2 separate regions of the Sus scrofa genome follow, and region 2 is linked to region 1. The links are chromatin contacts, called in public HiChIP or PLAC-seq maps. All regions are on one chromosome and are shown on one strand. Each heading gives the region's core, a stretch centred on a gene start, on an enhancer-like site or on the middle of the called end of the contact. The rest is flanking DNA. Distances are from core to core; before and after follow the strand shown. Region 1 holds the start of NIFK (nucleolar protein interacting with the FHA domain of MKI67). Region 2 overlaps CLASP1 (CLIP-associating protein 1).

The links. HiChIP or PLAC-seq counts read pairs in DNA pulled down with a chosen protein or histone mark.
Region 2: a contact with region 1 is called in an H3K27ac HiChIP or PLAC-seq map of alveolar macrophages. The contact joins the enhancer-like site here to the promoter of NIFK in region 1. A contact is called at or near these places in 1 of 5 promoter capture datasets (fetal liver), 19 of 47 Hi-C or Micro-C datasets (blood, brain, embryonic fibroblasts and 10 more) and 2 of 2 datasets of contacts at active chromatin or transcription factors (alveolar macrophages and skeletal muscle).

The regions. Positions count from the first base shown.
Region 1 is chr15:29,718,510-29,724,730 of Sscrofa11.1, forward strand. It overlaps NIFK (nucleolar protein interacting with the FHA domain of MKI67), which reads left to right and starts at 2,441. Exons shown (of 7, transcript NM_001101827.1): 1 at 2,441-2,599; 2 at 4,096-4,233. The coding sequence starts at 2,495.
Region 2 is chr15:29,858,259-29,864,479 of Sscrofa11.1, forward strand. CLASP1 (CLIP-associating protein 1) reads left to right here. Exons shown (of 38, transcript XM_021075175.1): 4 at 4,317-4,395. Among named protein-coding and RNA genes, the nearest start is that of CLASP1, 79 kb to the left of the region's middle. Within about 2 kb of position 3,998, at least 80 of the 83 cell types and tissues checked have an H3K27ac peak or open chromatin away from gene starts, as enhancers often do. A contact at or near this core is called in alveolar macrophages, brain, embryonic fibroblasts and 7 more, where this site is marked.

The sequences.
Region 1 (6,221 bases), core at 1,191-3,690:
TCATTTAAGGGTGAAAATATGACTCATTTAATAGTACTGAAGACTCTGTTATAGGTGGTACACTTCTACAAGTTTCCTTGAAGGGCAGTGAACCCTATGAGCAGCTACCCCTCTCCACTCTCCCCACCCCCATCCCTCCAGGAGCCCCCCCCCCGCCCCCCCCCGCTTTGCCAAGGTCATTGCCACACTCAGGGTCTAGATTCGGGGTTGTGCATGAAGTTAGACCTGGCACAGGGCAAGATGTGGCCAAGGTGATAGTCACAGAGAAGGACAGAGAAAGAAAATTTCCCTCCCAACTTCAGGTCCTGTGGCCCTAAACTGAATACAGGCGGAATTTTTAGTTGTCAGGTGACATGTCCTGAGGCTGCACTATTGAGACTAATGAAACAAATGACACTTTCTCTCCACTTCCCCTAAAATTGTCCCTTTCAGCCCAAAAGCCCTGTGACTGAGCAAGGGTCAGCCAGGCAGGGCTGAGCATGCTGACTCATAGCTGGAAGGTTGGATGACCCCTCAGGGACCAGGCACAATGGATGGAAAAGGAGGAGAAGAGGAGGAAGGCGAGCAGGGCTGGGTAGGCACCTCAGCCCCACCTCTCAGAGTCTTCTGTTCCCAAGACCCAGCTCCCTAGATACTCAGCACACCCTGCCTTACCCTGAAGCTCTGACATCAGCCCTCACCATGCTACCTACCCCATCCCCTGCCAGGGGCTCCAGTGCATAGGTGGTGATGGTGGCCCCATAGGAAAGACATGCCACTATTGAGTTCCCACAGAGGGGTGGCATGGTGGGTGGTCAGTGGGGGCAAAAGAAAGGAGAGACATTCATTGAGCACACGCAGCCACACACTCAGGTCTGTAGAAGTGTCTGGAGGCATTTGGTTGTTAAGTGACTTGGGGGGAGAAGGGTGGTGCTGACATCAGGTGCTGGAGACAGGGTGCCAAGGCAGAGTGGGACACACAGTCCAGTGAAAAATTGTTCTACCCAAGAAGCCTCTGCCCTCTACAAGAAAAATCGGAAGGAGAAAACGTAATACCCAAATTTTAGGTAGTGCATTTGTTTTCATTGGGCAATCTGCCACCTCTGTCTCCCATACTGGCTGGCATGGACTACTACTGTAGCCTTGACTCCCTGTTTCTTCAGTCCACCTGCCACCCTAACTAGTGGAGTTATTTGAAAGGTATGAACAACCACAGCCTTCCATAAAACCCTCCCATTCCCCTGCATTTACAATAAAACCCAAGCTTTCAACCTTGACAAGCAGAGCCCTGGAGCTCCCACCTGCACCCTTGGTCCTCACCCCTTGCTGAGCTCCAGCCACAATGGCTGGTCCCTTCTTTCCAGCCTAAGACCTCCATGCCTGCTCCCCATGCCTTCAGGTCTCAGCTCAAAGCTACCTCCTCCGGAGGCCCTCCTTGCCACCCAGGATGCCTCTCCCCCAATCTCTTCAGTATCTCACATAGCACCAGACCCACCCTCAGACGTCCTTTATCTGCCCCTCCCCCCAAGCTCTAAGTTCCCCAAAGGCAGCAGCAGAGGGACGCACAATAAGAGCTCAAAAAACAAGTGAAAAAGGAAAATAGGGGAGTTACCATTGTGACTCAGTGGTAACGAATCCGACTAGTATCCATGAGGATGTGGGTTCCATCCCTGGCGTTGCTCACTGGGTTAAGGATCCTGCGTTGCCAGGAGCTGTGGTATGTGGAGTTGCTATGGCTGTGATGTAGGCGGGTAGTTGCAGCTCCGATTCAACCTGTAGCCTGAGAACTATGCTGAGGGTGCAGCCCTAAACAGCAAAAAGAAAGAAGATAAATAGAAAAGAATTAATGGTTAGCAAGACCTCAAGGGCACGAGTATTGTTTTGGGGTTGGTTTCGTTTTTGGTTTTGGTTTTTGACTGCGCTCAGGACTGGAGGAAGTTCCCTGGCCAGGGATAGAAACTGCAGCAGCTACCTGCCCTGAGCCAACCCGCTGAGACACCAGAGAATTTCTGGAGTCGATTGTCTAGGGGTCAAATGAAAGCTGCAGCTGCCCGGCTTACACCACAGCCACAGCAACACCAGATCTGAGCTGCATCTGTGACCTACACTACAGCTCACGGCAATGCTAGAACCTTATCCCAGTGAGCGAGGCCAGCGGTGGAACCCACACCTTCATGGATGCTAGTCGGGTTCTTAACCTGCTGAGGCACAATGGGAACTCCCTGGAGTTGGTTTTTATCCCAACCCTGGCCCTTGAAATGTGAGGGCCATAGAGGAAACGCTAACAAGCTATTCACAGCAATTTTGGGGAGCTGGCAGGTGTTAGAGTGAGGTCAGCGGCTGTTGAGGCAGGGGACGCCGGAGCTCGCTGGACCCTCCCCGCGCCCCGCCCAGGCCCCACCCCCTGCCGCGCCGCGTCGCGCCCAGGCCCCGCCCTCACTTCCGCTTTGGAACCCTACAGGACTCGCATTTCCGGGAGCTCCGCGTGGATTTGGTTAGCCCGGTAGCAGGCTTAATGGCGGCTCTCGCTGCCCAGGTTGGGCCGCTCTTGTCCCTGAATCCGCAAGAAGATGCTAAGTTCCAGAAGAAGGTAGCGCTGGCTCGCCGTCGCGCAACCAAGGTGAGTGGCCTGCGCGGCCCCAACCGCGAGAGGAGGCGGCTGGCGCGCCCTGGGCCTTCTGCCCAGCGCGTCTCGGCAGCCCCACGCCTGTGCCTCAGCAGGGTCACCCTGGAGGCCCCGACCCCAGGAGACTCCGACCCCAGGAGACCCCGACCCCAGGAGACCCCGACCCCAGGAGACCGAGGTTTTCCCGAGAGGACCGAAAAATGAAGGGGTGGGTGTTGGGGTGACGATGGAAAAGAGGAGGCCAGCCGATGGGAGCGCCCCTTGTACCGCAGATCAGCCCCAGATCCGAAAGAGCGTTCTTTGGCTCTGCCCCTGTAGGGAAAATGTGGCCTCTGTTCACTGGCACTAGTTTGGGAGTCGGAGTTTTGAGGAAGAGAAAGAACAGTTTTATTGCTTTGCCAGGCAAAGGAGGACACGGCAGGCTAATGCCTCAAAGCTATGTCCTGACTTGAGAGGGGATAGCAAGGGGTTTTATAGGTTTAGCTCGGAAGACAGGATTATTGATTAAGATGTCTATGTTATTCTTAATCCATAGATCATTTCAAAGTAGTCAAATCCGGAGTCAGTCGGTTTGGTGATGGTTTCTGGTTGTCTTCAGGGTTATCGTCCCTTGACCTTCTCTCTGGAATAAAGACTGCTTAAGGGGAAGGGGTGTCAGAAGAGTGTTTCAATTATAAAAGAAAACATTAGGTGCAATATAACTCTGATTAGAAAGTAAACATTAGTAATAAGTTAGCAGACCAAGGCAGGACACAACATAATGGAGACTGTTTTAACTAGGTTTTAGCTGTAACAGTATTTTCTAATCATTAACTCTCGAGTCAGCCTTTTGAGACTGAGGGGAGGCCTGGGAGACTAAAGGAAAGGCCGTTTATTTCAAAACACAAAGATTTAGGGTCTGGTACATGGTTTCATCCCCAAATTGGGGAGGTTCGGTTGCCAGGTCCATGGTTTTGGAATCCTTAAGAGACAATTTTTGCCAGGCTTCATTTGCTTACGACTAGGGGCCCTGACATAAAGTTCTGTTTCCCAAAGGTTTTAGCATAAAATGCATTCCCGGAAAACTTAAAAGTCCTTATTATAGAAAACAAGGGTATGTTGGAGGTACTGTTAACTAACGTCTTAAAATAGTTGACTTAGGTGAGTACGAATTAAACGATGATCTGCAAAACTGTACTTATGTGGAGTTCTTAGGCCAGAAGATTTTGAATAATGCGTTCAAACCATTGATTCACCGTATACTTACTGAGCATTGACTTTGGGGGCCTGGAATGGGGACGCTGAGAAGACAGTCTCCTGCTTGACAATTGTCTTTGTGGGGAGATGGACATTAAACAGTTAATTTTTATATTCTGTTGTGCTAAGTGGAGATGCAGGGTAGGTTCTTATCTGTTGTCTTAGACTGAAAGCAGGGAGTTTTCACAGGATTTGTTGCAATGTGTTGTTGTTTCTTATTTAAAAAAATATTTGCCTGGTCTTGATGTCTTCAGCAACCAGAGAAACAAAAACTTACTCCTGGAGTAATCTATGTGGGCCACTTACCTCCATCGCTATATGAAACCCAGATCCGAGCATATTTCTCCCAGTTTGGCACTGTTACAAGATTGAGACTGTCCAGGAGTAAAAAGGTAAGTTTTTTTTGGATTGAGATAAGTTGTTTCATTTTCCAAAAGAATATCACCCTTGACAGTGTATGGAGCATGTTCCTTATTATCGCTCCCTCTAGAAAGGGGTGGAGCGAGAACTAGAACCTGAAACAGCTGTGAGAGCAAAATCACTATTCCTGTTAATGTTTTACTGTTTACAAAAAAAAAAAAGTGATTGCCTTAAGTCCTCAAATTAAATTGACTGTCCTAATAAGTGAGTCATATTTGTGCTGTGACTACTAAGCCCCATGTACATGAACTTCAGTTTGAGGAGCTGGTTCATAGTCCCTTTGTAAAAGCCTCTGATAGCGAAGGTTGGTCAGGTGCATCGTTAGAGTAAGGATGGAGCAAGGCTACATAGGTGTGAGGCCTGGCTCCACAGTTAACCAACTGTGTGGCTTTGGACAAGTTATTTATACTCTCATACTTCAGTTTTCTGATTTGTAAGATAGAAACAAAATAGCACTGACATCTTAGGAGTATCTGAGCAAAGATTAAATGGGGTAATGACTGAAGGTTCTTAGAACAGTGTCTGAGCCACAAAGTACTATATAATGTTGTTTTGGGGAGGTTTTTTGCTGGTTTGTTTGGTTTTTTTTTTTTTTTTTTTTGAGGTCATACTAGCGGCATATGGCGGTTCCCAGGCTAGAGGTCAATTCAGAGCTACAGCTGCCGGCCCCAGCCACAGCAATGCAGGATCCGAGCTACATCTTCGACCACGTTACAGTTAACAGCGACACCAGATCCTTATCCCACTGAGTGAGGCCAGGGATCAAACCCAAAACCTCATGGCTCCTAGTCAGATTCATTTCCACTGAGCCACTATGGGAACTCCTATATAATGTTATTTTTGTATCATACCTTCACCTGTCCTGATAAAGAACTGATTGTGTTGTTTGTTTCAGTAGGGAGGGGAGGCCCACTTTATTTTCTTTCCCCACACTCACTTATTGGCTGTAACCATAGAGCTCTTGTTCTTGGAATCTTTTTTTCTTGTTACAGTTTTTCCACACTTTCCACTTGAGTTGTAACAGATCAAAGTTAAATTTTATGTTTGGGAGTTCCTGTCCTGGCTCTACAGAAACAAATCTGACTAGCATCCATGAGGACGCAGGTTCAATCCCTGACCTTGCTCAGTGGGTTAAGAATGACGACTCGGATCTGATGTGGCTGTGGTGTAGGCCAGTGGCTATAGCTCTAATTCAGCCCCTAGCCTGGGAACCTCCATGTGCCGTGGGAGCCAAAAAAAAAAATTTATATTTGATTTGGCACAAGTGGGGATAGGACACACACTAGCTGGATATTACGTTTTATGTTGCCAAAGCAACATCTCAACAGTAAAGGGGATTTTAAATTTAAAATGCTTCAGAGGAAGTGTCCATTGACAGGAATGGATAAAGAACATGTGGTGCATATATGCAATAGAGTATTAGTCATAAAAAAAGAATGAAATAATACCATTTACAGCAACATGGACGGATCTAGAGATTATCATACAACATAAATTAAGAGAAAGACAAGTACTGGAGTTCCCATTGTGGCGCAGTGGTTAACGAATCCAACTAGGAACCATGAGGTTGAGGGTTCGATCCCTGGCCTTGCTCAGTGGGTTAAGGATCCGGCATTGCCGTGAGCTGTGGTGTAGGTTGCAGACGTGGCTCGGATCCCACGTTGCTGTGACTCTGGCGTAGGCACGGCTACGATTAGACCCCTAGCCTCGGAATCTCCATATGCCTCGGGAGCGGCCATAGAAAAGGCAAAGACCAAAAAAAGAAGAGAGAGAAAGACAAGTACCATATATTACTTATACATGGAATCTTTTTGTCTTTTTTTTTTTCTTTTATTCCCTGCGGTATAGGGAGTTCCGGGCTAGGGGTCAGAGGGCTGGGTATTGAACTTGCCTCCCAGAGTTCCCAAGGAGCTGCCAATCTAGATGCGCCACAGAGGGAACTTCTGTATGTGGAATCTCT
Region 2 (6,221 bases), core at 2,748-5,247, 140 kb after region 1:
GTTGAGGACTAGATTGGGATGATGCTCTGTCTGAACAGTAATGACTTTTGTTTTTATCTGCCAGGAGCTGTATGGCACCAGCAATTTAATAAGATCATTTCCAGCTGCTGTCAGGGATTGCTATCTTTTCTGGGTCACCTAGATTCTTGGAAACTGGTCTGCAGTACATGCGGAAGCCTTTTTTTTCCCATTTCACTCTCCAAATGTATAGCTATTTGGATTTCCAACCCGAGGCGTTGCCACTGGTCTCTGAGGGCTCTGGGGTGGATGTTCTAGAGCCAGGTGGTTATTCAGAGTCATCCTCACTATCTTGGTTTCCCCATCCTGGTGTTTAAGTGGCCCTAGGACCAGAGGAGACCATTTCCTGCAAGCTCCTCTCTCTGGATTTTAGTTTCCTTGTTTTGTGACCTGGGAGTTCTTCTGTAAGTCTTCTTAGTTCTCTGATGTTTCCAAGCAAATGTTCTTTTGCATTATATCTAGCATTTGTAGTTGTTTTCAGTGTGAGGGGTGGTCTGAATTACTTAGCCAGCCTCCTTTTATTTTTTTTATTTTTTTATTTTATTTTTTTTGTCTTTTTAATGGCCGCACCCATGGCATATGGAGGTTCCCAGGCTAGGGGTCAAATTGGAGCTGTAGCCGCAGGCCTGCACCGCAGCCACAGCAACTCGGGATCCGAGCCTCTTCTGCGACCTACACCACAGCTCACGGCAACGCTGGATCCTTAACCCACTGAGCAAGGCCAGGGATGGAACCCGCAACCTCATGGTTCCTAGTCGGATTCATTAACCACCGAGCCACGACAGGAACTCCAGCCAGCCTCCTTTTAAAAATACCTGTTTTAGGGAGTTCTCACGGTGGCGCAGCAGAAATGAATCTGACTAGGATCCATGAAGACGCAGGTTCAATCTCTGGCCTCGTTCAGTGGGTTAAGGATCCCGTGTTGCCAGGAGCTGTGGTGTAAGCTGCAGACGTGGCTCGGATCTCCTGTTGCAGCGGCTGTGGTGTAGGCCCGAAGCTATAACTCTGATTCAACCCCTAGCCTGGGAACCTCCATATGCCACGAGTGCAGCCCTAAGAAGACCAAACAAATAAACAAACAAACAAAAAACTGTTTTAAAGTCATAGGATAAGGGAACGGTGGTGGACCTTGAGAGCATATGTGTTCCAAACGAATTCATTCCTAGTCACCAGAGCAGGGCTTTATTGATCACTTACAAGAAACCACTGTTGTGCTGTGCATTATGGACATTTCAGGGAAGTACAAGGCATGGTATCTCTTACATTCCAGGAGTTTAGCTGGGGACACGGGCGTAAACTCAGGAAATCAAATAGAATTGTTGGAGGAGAAGGTGCTCAAGGGTCATGAAGAGTTGAGGTCTTAGTGAAAACTCAGGCAGTGAGTGTGGGTGTGGGGGATGTGCCTGACCCTGCTCTGCCTCTGCCCCCTCTCTCCCAGCCTGCTTCCCCAGGGTGGGCACAGGGCTCTGTCACTCCCCTTTTACATTCCAGCTCTCCAGTAGCTGCACCACGGTGTTCAGGACTCTGAGGCCCTTTAGCAGCTGCCTCCCCTCTTCCTTTGGTGTGAGGCCAGTTCCCCAAAGCTTAGCAGGCCTCGGCGGTATAACCCTCTCTGGAAGCTACCTCTGTCAGCCGGTTGCTGCCAGGCCCCAGGAGTCACAGCCATGGCACCCACTGACCAGGAAGCAGTATCCCTTGCTTCTGGTGATGGCAGCGACAGGGGCCTGGTACTCATAGCCAGCACATGGGTGGCCTGGCCCACACCAGGCACTACTCCAAGTGCTTTACATACACACAGTGACCTATGGGGTAGCTGTTACCGTTTCTCCATTTTACAGGCCAGGAAACTGAGGCTCAGAGAGGCTTCACGGCTCCTAATTAGAGTGATGTCTGGGCAATGGCTTGATCCATAGATCTCTTTCTTTGGTAGAGAAGTGGGGACCTGGGAGAAGGGCCTGAGCTGTGAAGATAAACATTCGTAGTGGTGGTCCTCACCCACCCCTGTGTGGCTGCGACTGAGCACGACTAGACAGGCCTATAGGTCTAGCTGTTTCTACTGCTGTGCAGGCGCCTGGGGCCGTGTTCTGGCCTCCTGTCCAGTTCTGCATCCATCAGCCTCGTCTTCCTGGGCGGTCTCTGGATGCCTGCAGCCCATCTAGGTGAGCTTCTGGGGACCAGTAGTGTCCAGGGTTTAGCCAGGCCTGCCCTGGTCAGACTTGCTAGTAACCCCCATCCTGAAAAAGCTCAGAGTCTCTTTTCCTCAAGTTTCACAGGTGGGTGACCGACACAGGTTGTCACATCTACAAAGACCACAGCCCCCTTCAGCCTTAAGTGAATTGGGAAGGAATGCAGGGGAGCTAAAAAGTACTCTTTATGTGATGAATGATACTCCCACCCTGAACAGTGGTGCAGCCACGCTGATGCTTAGGGTTTCGTCAGAGAAAATCCAGTTCCAAGTAATTGATAGGCTGCTCTTTTTAAAAAATAAACTTAAATTTTTAGAACAGTTTTGGATTTACAGAAAATTGCAAAGATAGTACCGAGTCCCCCGTGTATCCCACACGCAGGCACCCTGTGATGTACGCATCTAACACTGGGAAGGTGTATTTGTTAAAATCAGTAAACCAGTACTGATTATTATTAACTAAAGTCCATAGTTTATTCAGGTCTTAATTTTTAACTGTTACCCATTATCAATTCCAGGATCCCATCCATTTAATTGTTGTGTCTCTTAGGCTCCCCTTGGCTGTGACAATTTCTGACTTCCTGTTTTCGATGTGTACCAGTTAGGTGTTAGGATGACCCTTCTATTGCGATTTGATATTCTTCTCATGGTTAAACGGGCCTTTGGATTTTTTAGGTGAACGATCATAGACCTAAACTGCCACTTTAATCACATTAGAAGCATACATACTACCAATGTGTTGACTGTGATCACCTGGTTGAGGTGATATTGTCAGGTTTTTCTGCGCTACTACAGTCACCCTCCGCCCCCCACTTCGGTGCTGTCCTCTTGGGAAAGAATACCTAAACCTCTGTGGCTCACAAGTTATTATTTCAGTGTTTTATATCATTACAGACTAAAAATAAAACTTGTCACAAACCAGTGCTCTCTTTAGAAAAATTTAAAAAATTTACGTTTTTCAGTATCTTCAAATGGTCAGTCTCTTGCAAGGGTAGTTTTGTATTCTGGTGATAACTGGTCCAGTTTTGATTTCTCAGTTTTGAAGCAGTGGATTTTAAGGCTAAGTAGAAAAGCCAATAGTTTTTGCTTTTATGAGCCGTGAAACTAACGTCAGCCTGATGCAAGATTCAGAGTTTCTTCTGACTATAACTGGTTTGTGCTGAGGTCGTTTGGAACCGTGTTTAATATATTGTGCAGTGCAAACGTGCTTCCTATCGGAAGGGTTATTTTAATTTACCTTTAGTGGATTATTCCAAATCTGAAATCATAGGGGAAGTTACTGAAATGTTGGGTCTCCATTAATTGACATGTTGAAAGCTACAGCGAGCGGGAGCACCCTCTACAGGTTAGTAGTGTAACCAAAAAGACGCAAGACTAGTTTCCTCTTCGTTATTACTTTTGAACTAAAAAGTAGTGGAAAAGAGGTTTCATCTTTTTTCCAAAAATTGCACCAAGATAAAGCAGAGCTCTAACCGGTGCGGGTGTGTTGTTTAGGCGTTAGCAGTACTGCCCTCACTATGCGTTCATTGGACAGTAGCGCAACCCCAAGAAAAGGATGGTTGAATGATGGCGCCGTTCGCGCCGGGAGCTCCAAGCACCAATACCAGGTTTGCTTGTGGTGACTAATCCGGACGTCCCGCCCCAGTCGCCTAGTAGCTGTTGTACCTCTGTTGATCACAGCTCCCCGAGCAAACCACCTGCTCCTCGTTTTCTGGGGCTTTGAAGGTCGCAAAGAGACCGCTCAGTGTTACCCAGAAGGCCACGCGCCGGTATTGAGCTTATTTGCATACGTGCTCCTGCCGGGGCGGGGCTGACAGGGGGCAGGGCCGCGCGCGCTCACGCCCTTGTCAGATGGCGGCCGGGACGTAGTTCTGCTGCCGCAGTGGTGGTTGATTCGGGTCTTGTCACCGACTATTACATATTCGAGGCATTAACAGCCCCCTTGGGCAATAGCAGTTCTCCTCATGACGCCCAATTTTACCATGCCTGTGGGCGCGCGTTCTCAGGCCCTCGGGATGCGTCTGAGCCAGCAGTGCTGGGGGGGGTCCGGGGTTCGGCAGGCGGGGGCGCCCCGGGCCGGCAGCTGACGCGTGCCCGCTGTTTCCCGTTGCAGGTGGCTCTTCTGGGCATGGACATCCTATCCGCGCTGGTCACCCGGCTGCAGGATCGCTTCAAGGCGCAGATCGGCACAGGTGAGCTGCAGGCGGGCGTGGGCTTTCCTCTCTAGCCTCCACGTCCCGCTCCTCAGCCTTCTGCTCCAGCCTCTACCCTTGTCCCTCCTGCGGGTTCCCCAGCTTTCCCCTCCATCCCCGACTCCGCCTCCTCCCCTGTCTTACCCTCCAGCCCCCGCCCCTGGCCAGCCCACGCCGCTCCTGCATCTTTAGATGCCAGGGCTGCACCGCCGCCCTCCCTCACCTACTGGGCGCCCCACCCGCCGCCTCACCACGCCTCCTGGCGCCCTCCCGGCTTTCCACACCTTTCTGCTGGTCTCTTCCACCTTTCTGCTCTAGTTACAAACTATTACTTCTATTTCTTTTGCCCGTTAGCTCTCACACTGTGGTGCCTGTCCCTAACTCTTGACTTTGAGTTTCTATTTTTTTTTTATTACTCAATGAATTTATCACATCTGTAGTTGTATAATGATTATCACAATCCAGTTTCACAGGATTTCCATCCCACAACCCAAGCACATCCCCCCACCCCCCAAACTGTCTCCTCCGGAGACCATAAGTTTTTCAAAGTCTGTGAGTCAGCATCTGTTCTGCAAAGAAGTTCAGTCTGTCCTTTTTTTCAGATTTGACTTTGAGTTTCTTTGAGAACTCTGGAGACCGGATGTCCTTTCCAGATTATTGTTGGTGTGATTGTTTTCACTTTGGTTGTAAATGTCATTACAAGTGTGTGGTAAATCATCACTCATTTTGAAGGAAAAACCCTAAGTTGGTAAAATGAAATAAAAATATCTGCAGGTTTCATACATTAAGAGATGATTTAATTCCTGATGTCTGGACATCCATGACAGTATAAATATTAAGCAGCTCTGTTTGTGCAATATTTCCTTATAGAATTTCTCCATTTCAGTGGGTGCGCATAGACTTGTTCTATTCGGTTAACTCTCTGGGTAGTGTGCATCTTTAGATAAAGTCAGGCACTCTTCCTACTCTGGCACAGGCTGTCCAGCGACAAATAAAAATCCCCCTCACTTTTTGATTCTAATACTATTCTATTTTCCTCCGAAATTAGCTGGATTATTCAGGGCTAACTCTTGTAAAAGAAATGTTTATGGAATCTTAGAGGATGCAGCGTAAACTGACCTCTGATATCTGGGTGCCCTTGAAGCAGCGAGGATGGCCTACCCCCAGCCCACCCCCACCCCCACCCCCCACCCCGTGATATGGAGGGAGGGCTTGAGCAGCAGTCTATCTCATGAGATAGTTTGGTTTCAAGTCCATTCAAAACTGATTGAGGGATCAATCCCTGACCATGCTTAGTGATTTGGGATTTGTGTTGCTGTGAGTGTGGTGTAGGTTGCAGACACAGTTCAGATCCCATGTTGCTGTGGCTGTGGCGTAGGCCGGCAGTTATAGTTCTGATTTGACCCCTAGCCTGGGAACTTCTATATGCCATGGATGGGGCCCTAAAAAGCAAAAAAAACCCACAAAAAAACAAAAACAAACAAAAAACAACTGATTGAGGGAGTTCCCATTGTGGCTCAGCAGTAACAGACCCGACTAATATCCATGAGGCTGTGAGTTTGATCCCTAGGCTTGCTCAGTGGCTTAAGGATCCTGTGTTGCAGTGAGCTGTGGTGTATAGATCGTAGACTAGGCTCATGGGCCGGCAGCTGCAGCTTGGACTCGACCCATAGCCTAGGAACTTTCATATGCTACAGATGCACCCTAAAAAAGTAAGACACCCCCCCCACACAAAAAAAAACAAAACAAAACCAAAACTGAATAAGCCTTAAGTACCTGTTCCTTCTCCCCCCAGGCAGATGCACTGGAGCCCCCCTCACCTGCAT